Linked DNA regions of Mus musculus: regions 1, 2, 3 and 4 are each linked to region 5. The links are chromatin contacts, called in public Hi-C, HiChIP or PLAC-seq and promoter capture Hi-C maps. All regions are on one chromosome and are shown on one strand. The core of a region is the stretch at or near the end of the contact, and the rest is flanking DNA. Distances in the headings are between cores, read along the strand shown.

Region 1 (2,700 bases), core at 186-2,685, 150 kb before region 5:
CTGGAGTGGGTGGGATTTAAGCTCTCTCCTTGTTGAGTACATTTCTTTAGATTCTAAAACCAGGAGGAGAAAAATATTTGCTACCTGTTTATCCTTAGGGAACTGCTATTTCACAGGCCCTCTAAAACAACTACTCTATATAAACTCCCCATGCAATAGACCATTGCTTAATAAAACTATCCTACACTGTTTATCTTCCTAGAAACACTTGTTACACATCCACCCTGATCAGAATACAGTTGCCAGTATTAACATAGCTATCCTCATGTTCATGATTCAGAGCCTGCTTTCTTATTGTAAAGTAAGAATGTTGAAGATGCCTTGTAAGATGCAATGCAGAGCCAATGAATAACACCAGAGAACCAATGTGGAAACACTCATCGTATCATGCCCATTGCTATTTTATCTAAGATATTTCTTACCAAGAAAGCTTATATTCAATGTTCTCAAAACAGATCAAGACTGTCTAACTATAATCAGAGGTTCAAAATGTGCTTCAATTGTGGACACACTGAGTTAGATACAGAAGAGAAACCTATTACTTTATGGAACAAAAATATTCCGAGAGAACAAGGATGGTCCAGGAGCAGTGATTTCTCAACTCAAGAGCAGAAGACTTACAATTTAGCCAGAAATGAAACCAGGATTTTGACGATGACCCAGCAACTAAGAATGTTCCACAGCTGATGTGGTCTAGTGAGCACGGAGCTCAAAACCATGGTCTTACTCAGCCCTGCACTGAGAAGAGAAAGGAGGAGAAGGAATTGAGGATCCAACCAAGTTCACAGAGAAGGCAGAACTTTTCTCCCCTCTCCTTTGACTAAAAACGTCTTTTTCAACAACAACCCTATACTTCTTTTTAAATCCAAAAAGAATAAGATGAAGGAACGTAAGGATGCTTCTGTATCCAAGGTCAGAGCCAAAGACAAAAAGATGTTCTCATTTTTCTAAGAATAGATTATAAGCAGAAAAGTGAGGACGAGAACCCTGATAAATTCCCTAGATTAGAAACACAATGCTGCGGAAGAGACTCTACAAAAGTCACACAGAATTCATAGATAAATACAAAAGGAGGTAATCATTAAAGTAATTATATCACTCAGGTGTAATTTCACTTGTAAAGGAAAAAGCACAGCGACCCCTTTATTTGACTTTTCCTCATTAACTGAAAGTAGAATCAGTTCAGCTAGCATTGCCTCCATAGCATGATGGGGCCTCAAGGGCTGAGTTAACAGGATGATACATTAGACTTGTAGACTAATGTATGGAAACGATCATCCCCCTTAACAGCACTTGGATCTTCAATCAGGAAATTCAATTTTAGCTGCAAAACTATGTTTTGGCAAAAGTGCAATTGAACTCAGTGTACTTGTCACATTTCTAAATATACTCCGGTCACCATGACAACAGGGGAGACTGATGGATTGCTTAAAAGAGTACGGTATATTTAATTGTCAGCATTTTAAACTGACTCAGAAAAAAATGCTGTGTGATGGGTCTACTCACCATGGTTACTGCTGGCTAAGTCCATAGTAATAAAAGGTTCTTATACGCACATCACCAATGTGCGCAAAACGAACGTAAAAGTCAGAAGGTCTGATATTTCTAGCCACACGAAACATCCAACTGGAGGTATAGAAAGTGTTTGTTCCCAGCCAAGTACCATTCAAGAACATCCCACCAAGATCAGCCAGGTAAATCCCGGATCTTCATCTATAACCAGAGGCAGAAAAGCAAGTTCTAGAACAGACCTCAACACCCCTATTAAACTAAAGAGGAAAAAAAGTTGATTGTTTCTTCGGGATATACCTAGAATCAGTGATGACAGAGGTTCTGTTTCATGTAGAGCTGTTTTCAAGTGGCATTCTCTTGGATCCAACCGCTTTCTAATCAAAGCTTCCTAAGAGAAAGTAACTACAGTAGGGGATTTTCTACAAGGTAGGGTATAGATGTAGTAAGCAGACGGGGGTCCTACCCTGAAGGATCTGACAGTCTAAAACAAGAGGAAGATAAAAATATAGATTAGCAATCTATCAATGAGAATGAAATGACCGAGTTCATTGATCATCTGGTTATTGCACTAAGGAACAAGCATTTAGATTACGGTAGTCTTAAGCAGACTATTAAAAAAAACGAGGTGAAAAATCAAAATATATTAACAGTTCAGAGCTAAAGGAAGAATTCTGTGAACAAAAATTACTAAACTATAGAAATATAGGTTCTGTTCTTCAATGATATTTTATTACTATACAAGTATATAGGTTCTATCCAGGGTAGGAGACTTTCACAATGAATATTTCATCTAGATAAAAGTCTAGAGCCATGGGAAATGGTTATGGTTATAGATAATAACAAAAACAACAGTCATTTGTTAAGTGCTTATTTTCTGCCAGTTTTATGTACTGTCTTCTAATCTGATAAGAAATTCACTTTTATTTAACAAATGGCAGGTTGATGCTCACAGACATTACATAACATTTGGAATCACATCTGTATCAGTCGGACTCCTTTATGCAGGGAACACAAAAGGCATGAGCCTATCTTGCACTCTGCCTAGGGGCCAATGGCATGCTCGCTAGGGACACTAAGCTTCAAAGCAGGGCTTCTTTTTTACTGTATGTGAGATGATGGATTCTTATGCAGAGTCTAGCAGCAGGAGAGGGACTGACTGAAGGCAGAATAGCTGCTTTAGAGGAAGCT
Region 2 (2,724 bases), core at 103-2,602, 220 kb before region 5:
TTGGCTCTCCCTCCTCTTCAGTAAGGATGAACCCTACAGCCCTTAGAGGAGAATAAGCCAGTGCAAACCAGCTTCACAAGGACCATAGTCACCTGCAGAAGTTCAGTGTCCTACATGGGTGTGGAAGCTTCCAGCCCAGACACTGGGGTCAGGAAGTCCATGGACAGCAAGCACGTTTTCCAGAAAGGCATGCTCATGCCTTGACAATGCGAAGGGAAGGACACACAGAGACTCCTAAAGATCCACAACACCCAGTATAGAGAGAGGCCTGGCCTTTCTTCTCATAACCTCTTAGCCTGCAGCTTGTTAGCACAAGCAAGACATGTGTATCTTGTTTCTGAAAAGAGTCCTAAAACACCAGGAGGCCAAAGGCCTAGGTAAACGGGTGGATTAATGATGTGGTTGCTGGGAGGTGGGAAGGACTCAAAAAAAAAAAAAAAAAAAAAAAAAACAGAGAGAAGAGGCAACACTACAGGGCATAACATAGGTCCCCACAACATTGCTACAACAAATACAAAAGATGTATCTAAGAACACAATGATGGCAACTGTAGAAACAGAACAGTCATTTTTGAGAAGATAGATGGGGCACAAAATCGAGAAAGAGATGAAATCTTGTGAGCGCACATCTTCTGTTCTCAGCTTCTAGAAGTCTTACACTGTTCTATATATTAGTCTTAGGTTACTGCTTCATGGGTGTGAAGGAGCTCGTGACATGACTGGGATAAATACGGAGTCTCTTCTACCACAAAGACTGTACTGCTCAACTTTGTTAATGTGAGAGCCACAGTATAACCACACACTGGATGCTCAGCTCATCTAGACATTCAAAATCCACTTGATGTAAAATGAATACATTGCTAGTAAAAACCACTGCAACTAAGGTTTGCTCTGAACCATCTAGGACTTCAACACCCAGGGCCTCCAAGGACAGTCTTCTCCCAGGGAGAGAGTAAGCAGCAGCAGGGTCCCAGGGATTTCACAGGGTTTGTGTCCTAATGCTTTCTCACTGGACTATTGCTTGGTGACATTTTGGCACTTGCCTGATAGCTACACTGGGTGGTGAACATATCCCCACAGAAGAATAGGGAAGGATGAGTATAAGGCTATAGAAAGGTTCTGAGTCACACTTGAAAAGGTCATGTTTCTGTTTTAGAGTAATAAATAGCAATGGATATGTATTATCCTAGATATTTATTACTTTACGAACCCAACTCTGTGAGATTTAACCTCTTTGTTTCTGAAATGCAGTTGGTGTAACTGACAATAGGGAGCTGGGGAAAACCGGACACTTCATAAACTGTAGGAAATATAATGAGAAACGACCAACACAACTCTACAGCAAATCACATCTTTTACGCTCATTTCCCACTCTAGTCACCAGAACTCACCCTCTCCTCCAGGCTGCTTGTATGGGTTATACTTGGGTTTCGGAGCAACAACTGGAGCATACTTCTTGGGTGGCTGTTGTGTTGACACTGAGATACTGGGGTTCCCAAAAGAATGGGTGGTCTCCATCCGTGCAGGCACGTGGCCAAGAGGCTCACCAGTGCTTTTGGGTGGCAGCCAAGATGGGTGAGACATTGTGGAAATCTGCAGTTAGAAAAACAGAAAAACAGACAACACTGTGTTTAGTGTGGCTGGAGAGCCATATGAAAAGGAAGGCAGTTGATCAAAGTGCTGGAATGGGTGATGGGGCCAGGGACACCTCTGCACACAGAGTTGATCCTCGATTTACCCAGCGGGCATTAGAGAAACAGTGAACATTTATTTCATTAGCAGATACATGAAGCATACTTTAAAATGTCCTTTGTATAATGCAGGCTCTGCCCCATCCCCAACCCTAAGAGGCACTTGGAAAGGGGCAGGGGCACAGAGGCACTGTTTGCCAAAACACGTGAGACATACACTAACATGTATATGAATAGACAAAGAATATTCAACAGCAGCAATCCAATGGTGAACCTGCAAATCAGGGAAATGGCCAGTAACACCTAACTAAGCTGAGAAACTGGAAAAAATTACTTTAACTCCATGAGGGATAACCAACCCAGCCCAGACACTGCTCCATCAGAGTATCCACTCGGTGTGAAGAGAAAGTTGAGTTCTCTGTCAGGATACGCCAATCACCACTGCCGGCAGCCTACCTGCTGGGGAAGAGTCTTACAGACTAGGTGAGGAGAGCTCTCCAGGCCTGATTGCAAGAGCTCTCCAGCACAGGGAGGCCGGAAGGTGCCCGGTACCCACTCCTAGCCCCAAATCTACCTTGTAATTTATTAATTGAACTGAATTAATTAAGAGGGCTACATGATTATCTCCAGATGTCTACAGCGACAAAGCATGCAGCAAATGGAGGAACAAATGAAGACCTCAGCATGTCACAAAGCAATTGCGAGAGAAGGAGGAGGTGACACAGTAGCATGCTTGCTGGGAATTCACATGTTCTCACTCCACGGACAAGCAGTATGATCAGGAGCCCTAAATGAGGGCCTGGTCAAAGTTATGACTGAGACATTCCTGGCCTCCTTAATCACAGAGATTTTAAGAAAACCAATACAATAACATTAAAGGACTTTATGCATATACTGTCCATTGCAATGAAAGTGGGGTGGGTGTACCTCTATTCTCATAGAGAATGAGCGAGAATTATTGGTCATTTTACATAGCAGGAAACAGGTGTCACTCTATGGTAACAACTCTGGATTTTAAAAAGGGAAAGAAAAGA
Region 3 (2,700 bases), core at 139-2,638, 130 kb after region 5:
GATGACTGAAGATACTGAACACTTCTTTAAACATTTCTCAGCCATTTGAGTTTTCTCTTTTGAGAATTATGTTTAGATCTGTACCCCAGTTTTTAATTGGGTTTGTTTTCTTGATACCTAAGGTTGTTTTCTGTTTAGTTATATATTTTGGATATTAGTCTTCTATCAGATGTAAATGGATAGAACTAGAAAAAGTTATCTTGAATAAGGTAACACAGAACAAGAAAACCAAGCCTGATCTTTTACACAATGAATAAAAGGCTAAAGTAGGGGGGTAACACCCTATGTCTAAAGAGAAGTAGTTTCCCTCCTGCCTATTTCCCAAAGGCAGGAGGAAAAAAAATACACATTCATGAACAGCATCAATATGTTTTTATAGTGATAACCTATATAGATAAGGTGTTAAAGTTTTCTAATGTATATTCATTTATCTATACAAAATATTTACACAAACACCTATAACTTATCCTACCTGCCTTTGGCGGTCTGGTGAGATGAGATCTCAGACTGTGGGTCTCACTGACCTGGAACTGAACAATTCTTCTGCAATGGGCATGGCCATGGCCACCTTCTTTACTAAGAGAAAATTCTATGGTACAAACAGACAGACAGACAAACAGGCAGGCAGGCAATCCAGATCTTACTGGGTACCTTAGACTCAGGGAAAGGTCAAAGGTCTTGGAAGTTTACTTGTCATTCTCTGGAATGGGTAATTCTTATAATTAAAGGTAACAAACGTCTGCTGTGGTAGTGTCTGCCTTTAGCAATCAGTAAACAAAGGCAGGGCCATCTCTGTGAGTTCAAGGCCAACATGGTTTACATAGGGCATTTCAAGCCAGGTAGTGAGACTACCATAACCACTACCACCACCACCACCACCACCACCACCACCACCACCAAAGCAGAAATCAATAAAGGATCATTAGACAGCAACTTGCTAAGGTTCAGCCTTCTGTACTAAAGGAGTGTCTTTCCCTTTGCTATGGCATTGCATTTGCTGAAGCAGAAATGTGTGTCACTATGTCCCAAAGGCAAAAATATATACATTAAACAAACAGGAAAAAAAAAAGACAAAAGAAAAACCCACCAACAGTCACACACTGCAGGTGTACAGATTGTCCCCCAGCCGGCCTCTCTGTGCCGACATCCTGTGAGGTTGCTGCATCTGTGAGGAGCAGGGGAGAGAGAAAGGCTTCCTCAGGGAGCAGAAGTCAACATTTTTTAGAATTTATCATAATCTTGCAGGGCCTCTGTGTCCTCAGACTAAGTCTTCCCTCTTTGGGAGCAATCTCTCCCTGTCAGCTATCACACCTCCAGTGTAGATGCCCTCTTGCCACTTTCCTAGGTGGCCTATGAACTCATGAAGGCAGCAACTGTGGTACCGTGTACTAAACAGAACCTCCCTTGAGACAAATCTACAAAGCATTTCTTCATTGATGTGACACAAAACACTAACTTTTGGAGAGTGGGCAGAAAATTCTAGAATTTCTATTCATGCTTACCTTTTAGCCAGAAATATAAGCGATGCCAACATTTATTATCTCTTAAGGCCTAGATTAGAGAGTTATATACATATAAAATATAAAACTATAATATAAAAATATAAAATGAAAAAAGTCTTGTTATGACTATTTGTTTTTGTTTTTCTGTGTTGATTAAAAATATTTGGAGATCACAGCTTCAGTGGTGAGTTAATGATTATTGCTTGAAAAATCAGTAACTCAAAAGAGTTTTAACTTTAAATAGGAAAACCTAATGCCTAAGAAAAATATGGGATATTTGTTTTAACCAATAAGCAAATATACATACTGTGGCCAGCTTGTATATTAAAGCTTACATACAGGATCTTGAGAGTTATTTTAGCTTTCAAAGATCATTCCCCATGCATGTATGGAGAAGGATTTTGAGGAAGCTGAAATTCTAATGGTCACAGTATAATATGACTAAAGAGACAGGCTACGGGGAGCTGGGCACTCCCTGACTTCTGGCAATGAAATTTGACACCATTTTTTTCTGAAGGATATCTTGACAAATTTATCAAGACTTTTAAAACATACTTGAGACAGATCTGGAAGGGCCTAAAGACATTGGGAAGGAGAAAAAAAAAGGAGAGACCCCCCCCCAAAATAAAACAAAAACAAACAAACAAACAAACAAACAAAATCCTGAATGAAAATCTCTGGTCCGGCAAGGCCATCTTTGAAGTTTAAAGATTTATGTAGCTATTTACCCAGAAGAATGATAATCATATTATATCTAATACTAACAGTCATATTCAACCCTAGTGCCAACCATATTTAACTTTTGATACATGTTTTATAGCAAGTCAATGTAGCAAGAGCCAACCATTAAATTTGATAGGCAGACACAGATGTAATTACATTGAAAGTTAGTTCTGTAAAATTAGAATGGGTCATCCAGAGTGAGTCTATCAGTATGAGGCCACATAGGAAAAGCCTGCCTAGAGAAGGCGGGGCTGTAGAAGTACATGTCCACTTTAATCCCAGCACTCAGGAGCCTGGTCACGTGGAGCTCTGATTTGGAGGCTAGCCTGGCCTACTGAGTGAGTTCTGGGACAGTCAGGACTACACCGAGAAACCCTGTCTTGGAACACCAGAAGGGGGGGGGGGTTGGTCAGGTGTAGATTTGTGTGACCACCACAACAGTCAGAACCAGTAGTCATCACCTCAAAATCCACTT
Region 4 (2,711 bases), core at 10-2,509, 170 kb before region 5:
AGTACAGGGGAATGGCAGGGCCAAGAAGCAGGAGTGGGTGAGTTGGGGAGCAGGGCTGGGGTGGGAGGAGGGTATAGGCGACTTTTGTAGAGGAAACCAGTAAAGGGATGCATTTGAAATGTAAATGAAGAAAATATCTAATAAAAAAATTCCCTCTGGTTTTAAAAGACATTCTGACTTGTTTGTACCAATAAGACTGATTATTCACACTGGATAAATCAAATAACAGAAGAGAAATTTGCCTTTACTTAATGGTATTAATAATGAGTAAGTTTCTCAGTTACTCTAAAATGAGACATAAGATAGCATTATCACATAGCCTTTCTCAACCTGTGGGTCGCACCCTGTTTGGCAACCATTTATCTCTAAAAATATTTACATTGGGATTCAGAACAGTAGCAAAATTACAGTTAGGAAGAAACAATGAAAATAATTTTATAGTTGAGGGTCACCACAGCATGAGGACTGTATTAAAAGGCTGCAGCTTTTGGAAGGGTAAGAACTACTGCCCTAGAGGAAGACTGACTCCCTTCCTGTCTAACCTGAAACGGCATGTTGCTGAAGCGAGCAACAGTCAAGAGTCTAATATACAATTACAGCATACATATACTCTAAAGCCCAATCAGCAACTGTTCTCTGTTAGATCAAAGAATCAAGAGCTAAACAGAATACCAATTTTCCACACAAGGCTCTGTGATGAAGTCAAAGGATTTTGGAAACATGGCAGAAGAGGAAGATAATATTCTAGTTACTAGACCATTCAGCATGACAAAACACGATCAACTGGGACACCTTTGTCTATTGATAAGCAGGTGATAAGATGACCTCAGAGAGGGAGGATGCGCTGCCCAAGGTCATATCAGGACTGAGGATATTCTCGCTGCTTCTAGCCCACAGGACACACAGAGCTCACTGCTTCACTCTGCAAAGCAATGTGAACCTAATCTACCCAAGTAACAAAGAATAAGTGCACGCAAGATTACAGCTACTATCTTCACAAAAAAAAAAAAAAAAAAAGAAAAGAAAAGAACAAAACGAGTGGCTGATTAATCTTATTCAAGGCAATTTCCCAAAAATGAAAATTAACATTTCATAGGGCAATATAAATAAGTCCATGAGAATTAATTATGTATTATTCCTCTAACGAGTCATGTAGAAAATGGAGATAGCCAATGGTCTGCAGGAGGCCAGAGTAGCTCTTGTAGTACAGAGACCAACTATTTGGAAATGATACCTCATGCTCTTTAAGAGTAAACAGGGTGTATGATTTCAAACCCCGTGAAGTGCAGCTTTAAATAGATTTGGTTTGGAAATGGGACAAGGAACACACCACAGTGATGGGCCAAGATCAAAAGCAGAGGGAAAACAATGATTACACTCATTGATATCTGCTGACACGTTCACTGTCAAGTCTAATTATGGACTGACTGTTGTTCGGTATCATTCCCACTAATACCCATTTTTACCACAAGACTGTTGTACATGTTTATGTCATGCTCCCAGAACACTTAGTCCTCCATCTTTCAAAGGTTGAAACCATTCTATCCTTCAGTTCACACCAGTTTATAAATCCAAAAGACAGGGATTACATTGCTCGACAGATGACTGACAAACCAATACAGAGACAGAAAAACTGACTGACAGACAGGCAGGCGGGCAGGGAGGCAGACAGACAGACAGATGAGGTAGGTAGATGTCAGTAGATAGATGGAGAGATAGGCAGATAGGTAAATAAGTAGGTAGGGAAAGAGAGAAAGAGAGAGATGCTTGATTTCCCATTTTAAAGAACAGTCACTGTAACTTTTCAAGGTTTAATTAAAATATCTCTTTGTCTTGAGATGGATTTCGGTAGGAAAGTGAATACAGTTAACTAGATGATCCTCAAAACTTGCTGTATCAGCATTTAATAAATGGAAGCTAAGGAAATAGGTACGTGATAGGTGAAGGCCTTGGAGGAGCAGCTCTCTAGATCTCTGAAGTAGAAAATTCAGGCAGTTTCACTTTTTAAATCCCCTCTGGGTTTAGCACTCTGAGCTGTCCTAGCTGGTGAAATGGTTCACCCTGGATTAGTCAAAGGACAGAAGAGGGTTCTACTTCTTTGTTAGGATGTTGATAGTGGATGAGTTGACCAGGTCCCCTGAAAGTTAGTGCTATATCAGTGTCAGAGAATGGGGGGATATTGTCTCCCTTCCTTTCTGACTTAAAGGTACATGTCATAGGGACAATCAAAAACTAAAACAAGAGATGCCTTCAAGAAGTTTTCATTGGACATATTTGTCCATGAAAATGACATGTTAAAAACAAGTTTTTGTGGAGACATTGTGTATAACACAGTAAGACTAAAAGATATATATACATATATATGTATGTATATATGTATGTCATATATTTCTGAATACACATTTCTTTACAGCATTTCCTTCAATAGAACTAAAAAAAATCCAACTAGACTCACAACTGTGTTAATTCTAGAAATTTCTCAATTCCTGTCACCCACCTGCTTCACATTTACTCTATTTGATAAATATTAGCTTTAAATATCATATTAGACTAAAACTATAATTTCTATTTGATTATAAATTGGTAATTTCTGTGATTACGGGGCAGTAGCAACCAATTTTAACTTTTTTTAAAGAACTGTGTGAGGTCAGGTTTGCAATTCATCGTCACTGAAATAGTACACTGACTGATGTTATTAACACAATAGTCTA
Region 5 (2,700 bases), core at 197-2,696:
CCAGAAAGGATCCGCGGAGAGCTCTTGCCAGGCCTTCCTTGTGGGGGAGGGGAAGCAGTGGACCCCCTTCCTAAAGAGAAAGAAGGCCAGAAACAGTTTACACTGCCCTGTCCAAGTACCCAAGCCACAACTCCACTGACACGGTCTCCTGTCATACTCCCACCCCAAGCCACGAACACAATTCCACCCACGCCCACTCCCCACCCTTATTTAGCCTTCTCTGGTCTGCAGCTGCCTCCCTGACACGAAAGGCCTCGCCTTTTTTACTTAAGAAAACTCCCTATCCTTCAAAGGAGTCAATCACAGGCCCCTCTGGGATTTCGGGTCCGGCCATGGAGGCCAAAATAAGAAAAGTCCTTCCGCGAACTCCCATAAAAAAACCTGATCTTTGCGTTCTCTCCAGGATTTGGCCCTTCCTACTTTGAGTCAGGTTAGGCTCCTGCGTTCCAGTGAGCGCTCCCAGAGGGCAAAGTTTGGCCTCTGTAACCTACAGTGCTTAAAAGCAGTGGAGACTCCACAACCGCTTACAAAAAGATAAATTAATTAATAAATTTTTTAAAAAATTTTAAAAAGGCAGCAGGGGAGCAGAGGTCCGGAGCCACCGATCTTAACCTGGCTCCACCTTCCAGGGATGACTTCCAGGAAAGCCTGCCTCTCTTTGCCTCGCCTGCCCTGACTGTAAAATGGGAAGACTCCGAGTCACTGGGTCCCTAGGCCCTTTCCGCGGTGACAACTGGGATTCCACGAAAGCTCGAAGCCACCGGGCGCGGCCCCGCCCCCTGGGCACCCAGAAAGGCCCGGGCCGGGGGCGCGCTGGGGACTCCCGCATCCGCCCCTCCCCCACGGCGTGCACCCCCGCTTCCCGGCCGGGGACCCGCACTTCCGCGGCGGGCGGGGCGGAGCAGGGCGCCCCGCGCTCCCCACCACCCTCAGCGGCCCGTCCCCCGGGGGGTCGGGGGGTCGAGCGGCGCCCGCGGGCCGAGGCTGCGGGAGGAAGCCTTCGCTACGATACCTGGGGGAGGAGGTGGACCGGGCAGCGGCGGCCGCGACGGCTGGAGGCGGAGGCTCGGGCGGAGGAGGAGGTGCCGGGCACTCCCCCTCCCATTGTCCCGGCCCGGCCCGCGGCCCGCAGCGGCCCGCTCCGCCCGGCCCGCGTCCTCCCCGGTGCCCGGCCCCGCTGCCGGCCCTTACCTTGCAGCGGCCGGCTCTCCCCCGCCGCTAACGCTACTTATCCCGGGAAAGCTCGAGCGGGCCCCGGGAGCGAACCCACAGACAAAAAGTGAAACTTCAGCAGCAGGCCGGGAGTGGCTGCTGGTTGGTGCTCTCCCCCTCCTTCCTCCCCACCCCCTCCCCGCGGTCTCCCGTGCGGTGCCCTGAGCGCTGGAGGCTGACGTCAGGGGCCTGAATTCCTGACTTTGCCTGCACGCATTTGTCCATGTAAGGTATGGGGAGGCGTGTGCCCGCGGGCCGCCGCACTAGCCGGACGGGGAGGGGGCGCGGGGGGCAGCGGCGGCTCGAGGTGGGTGACCCTGGGCAATGCACTTCCTGGAGGAGGGGACGCGGGGGGAGGAGGGGGTACAGGGAGCATGGGAAGAGGAAGGAAAAGAGGGATCTGCCTCCACTGGAGGAAGAGGAAGGAGATGCAGGAGGAAGTCGAGAAACCGGCACAACTCGGGTCTGTTCTGCAGACGACAGATTGGAAAGCTGAGCTTGAGCAAAGAGATCCTGCCATGGAACACCCCACCCCCCACCCTAAGAGCCTCGTCGGAGCCCCGCCCAGGACTCCAGCAGGACTCAGAAGTCCGGGATGGTAGAGAGCAACTTCAGTTCCCTTCGCACAGGAGAGCTCCGAAGCTGGGACCTGACCCAGTCCTGCCCCGTGGAGAGGAGCCAGTATTCTACTCTTAGCTGGGTTTCCGCCTCCAGGCACGACCCGGCCTCTAACTGTGAGCTTAGACCCAAGTTAGAGCTAGGCAGATGACTTGACCCACTGAAGTGACTAACCCCAGTTCCTGGAAGGTTGTGGTTGACAAGCCTTGAGAAACAATGGCAATCGAGTGCTTCAGGGCAACTTCCTGTCCTTTGTTCAAAGACAAGAACCTTTGGAGTTTAACTTTTGCTTCCCAACCCTGCCCTGCCGGAAAACCAACCAGAAAGCTTGCTCTGTTCTTACAGCTTAAAAAAAGAAAATACACGAACTGGGTGAACTGGTTTGAATAAAGACAAGCCTGTTCTTGGAAGGTTGGGTTTGGATATTTTGTGTTTGATATTTGTAAAAGTGAGCAACGATGAGAACCCCTTTTACTAGGTTAAGATTCCGGCTAGGAGACACTGGAAGCCCTCTGGCCCTCAGTAGTGAACGCTTTTCATCCCGGCACAAGAGAGGTTTACATAGACACTGTCACAAACTAACCAAAAACACAGATTTGGGTGTGGGTGTGTGGGTGGGGGTGTGGGTGTTTCTATCCTGTATCCTTTGCTTTACCCCAGTCTCCCAAACAACTTCAACCCATGCTAATAACACAACCACCCATTCTGGTCTTTGATTGGGTTGGGTAGGATCTAAGGAAAATACCATAACATGACCTGCACAACACAGCTGTCTGAGCATGCCCCTGACCTTCCCACTCTCAAGCCACCTTCCACCACCGTGGGCCCTCACCTTCTACAGCCTAACTCAGTCATGCAGACAGAAAAAGT

Evidence for each region. Promoter capture Hi-C pulls out the DNA fragments that hold promoters and counts their contacts. Hi-C and Micro-C count contacts between places; a contact is called where the count stands out from the background. HiChIP or PLAC-seq counts read pairs in DNA pulled down with a chosen protein or histone mark.
Region 1: a promoter capture Hi-C map of hippocampal neurons shows a contact between it and region 5, with 2.7 times the contacts expected there. The contact joins the enhancer-like site here to the promoter of Lpp in region 5. A contact is called at or near these places in 3 of 39 promoter capture datasets (3T3-L1-derived adipocytes, embryonic stem cells and hippocampal neurons), 1 of 484 Hi-C or Micro-C datasets (ventral hippocampal neurons) and 5 of 115 datasets of contacts at active chromatin or transcription factors (the SCID.adh cell line, bone marrow-derived macrophages, embryonic stem cells and 2 more).
Region 2: an H3K4me3 HiChIP or PLAC-seq map of bone marrow-derived macrophages shows a contact between it and region 5, with 4 times the contacts expected there. The contact joins the enhancer-like site here to the promoter of Lpp in region 5. A contact is called at or near these places in 3 of 39 promoter capture datasets (the 3T3-L1 cell line and liver), 2 of 484 Hi-C or Micro-C datasets (frontal cortex and uterus), 9 of 115 datasets of contacts at active chromatin or transcription factors (the 230-238 cell line, CD8 T cells, bone marrow-derived dendritic cells and 4 more) and 1 of 9 other capture datasets (liver).
Region 3: an H3K4me3 HiChIP or PLAC-seq map of the SCID.adh cell line shows a contact between it and region 5, with 14 read pairs. The contact joins the enhancer-like site here to the promoter of Lpp in region 5. A contact is called at or near these places in 10 of 39 promoter capture datasets (the 3T3-L1 cell line, 3T3-L1-derived adipocytes, the C10 cell line and 6 more), 2 of 15 datasets of contacts at CTCF or cohesin (the NIH/3T3 cell line and large pre-B cells), 6 of 484 Hi-C or Micro-C datasets (double positive thymocytes, large pre-B cells, liver and 1 more), 5 of 115 datasets of contacts at active chromatin or transcription factors (CD8 T cells, the SCID.adh cell line, bone marrow-derived macrophages and 2 more) and 1 of 9 other capture datasets (liver).
Region 4: a Hi-C map of myocytes shows a contact between it and region 5, with 2.3 times the contacts expected there. The contact joins the enhancer-like site here to the promoter of Lpp in region 5. A contact is called at or near these places in 3 of 39 promoter capture datasets (the 3T3-L1 cell line and liver), 1 of 484 Hi-C or Micro-C datasets (myocytes), 7 of 115 datasets of contacts at active chromatin or transcription factors (the SCID.adh cell line, bone marrow-derived macrophages, double positive thymocytes and 4 more) and 2 of 9 other capture datasets (adipose tissue and liver).

Annotation. Positions count from the first base shown.
Region 1 is chr16:24,541,771-24,544,470 of GRCm38.p6, reverse strand. The region is part of intron 3 of Lpp (LIM domain containing preferred translocation partner in lipoma); the gene reads right to left. Among named protein-coding and RNA genes, the nearest start is that of Gm24440, 140 kb to the right of the region's middle. Within about 2 kb of position 1,435, at least 24 of the 459 cell types and tissues checked have an H3K27ac peak or open chromatin away from gene starts, as enhancers often do. A contact at or near this core is called in hippocampal neurons and ventral hippocampal neurons, where this site is marked.
Region 2 is chr16:24,606,984-24,609,707 of GRCm38.p6, reverse strand. Lpp (LIM domain containing preferred translocation partner in lipoma) reads right to left here. Exons shown (of 13, transcript NM_178665.5): 5 at 1,391-1,592. The coding sequence starts at 1,583. Among named protein-coding and RNA genes, the nearest start is that of Gm24440, 200 kb to the right of the region's middle. Within about 2 kb of position 1,352, at least 7 of the 459 cell types and tissues checked have an H3K27ac peak or open chromatin away from gene starts, as enhancers often do. A contact at or near this core is called in bone marrow-derived macrophages, where this site is marked.
Region 3 is chr16:24,258,464-24,261,163 of GRCm38.p6, reverse strand. All of the region lies in intron 1 of Gm31814 (a long non-coding RNA gene), which reads left to right. Among named protein-coding and RNA genes, the nearest start is that of Gm31814, 3.4 kb to the left of the region's middle. Within about 2 kb of position 1,388, at least 9 of the 459 cell types and tissues checked have an H3K27ac peak or open chromatin away from gene starts, as enhancers often do. A contact at or near this core is called in the SCID.adh cell line, where this site is marked.
Region 4 is chr16:24,560,394-24,563,104 of GRCm38.p6, reverse strand. All of the region lies in intron 4 of Lpp (LIM domain containing preferred translocation partner in lipoma), which reads right to left. Among named protein-coding and RNA genes, the nearest start is that of Gm24440, 160 kb to the right of the region's middle. Within about 2 kb of position 1,259, at least 13 of the 459 cell types and tissues checked have an H3K27ac peak or open chromatin away from gene starts, as enhancers often do. A contact at or near this core is called in myocytes, where this site is marked.
Region 5 is chr16:24,392,096-24,394,795 of GRCm38.p6, reverse strand. Lpp (LIM domain containing preferred translocation partner in lipoma) reads right to left here and starts at 1,446. Exons shown (of 13, transcript NM_178665.5): 1 at 1,192-1,446. Lppos (LIM domain containing preferred translocation partner in lipoma, opposite strand) reads left to right here and starts at 1,141. Exons shown (of 2, transcript NR_037954.1): 1 at 1,141-1,442; 2 at 1,689-2,240.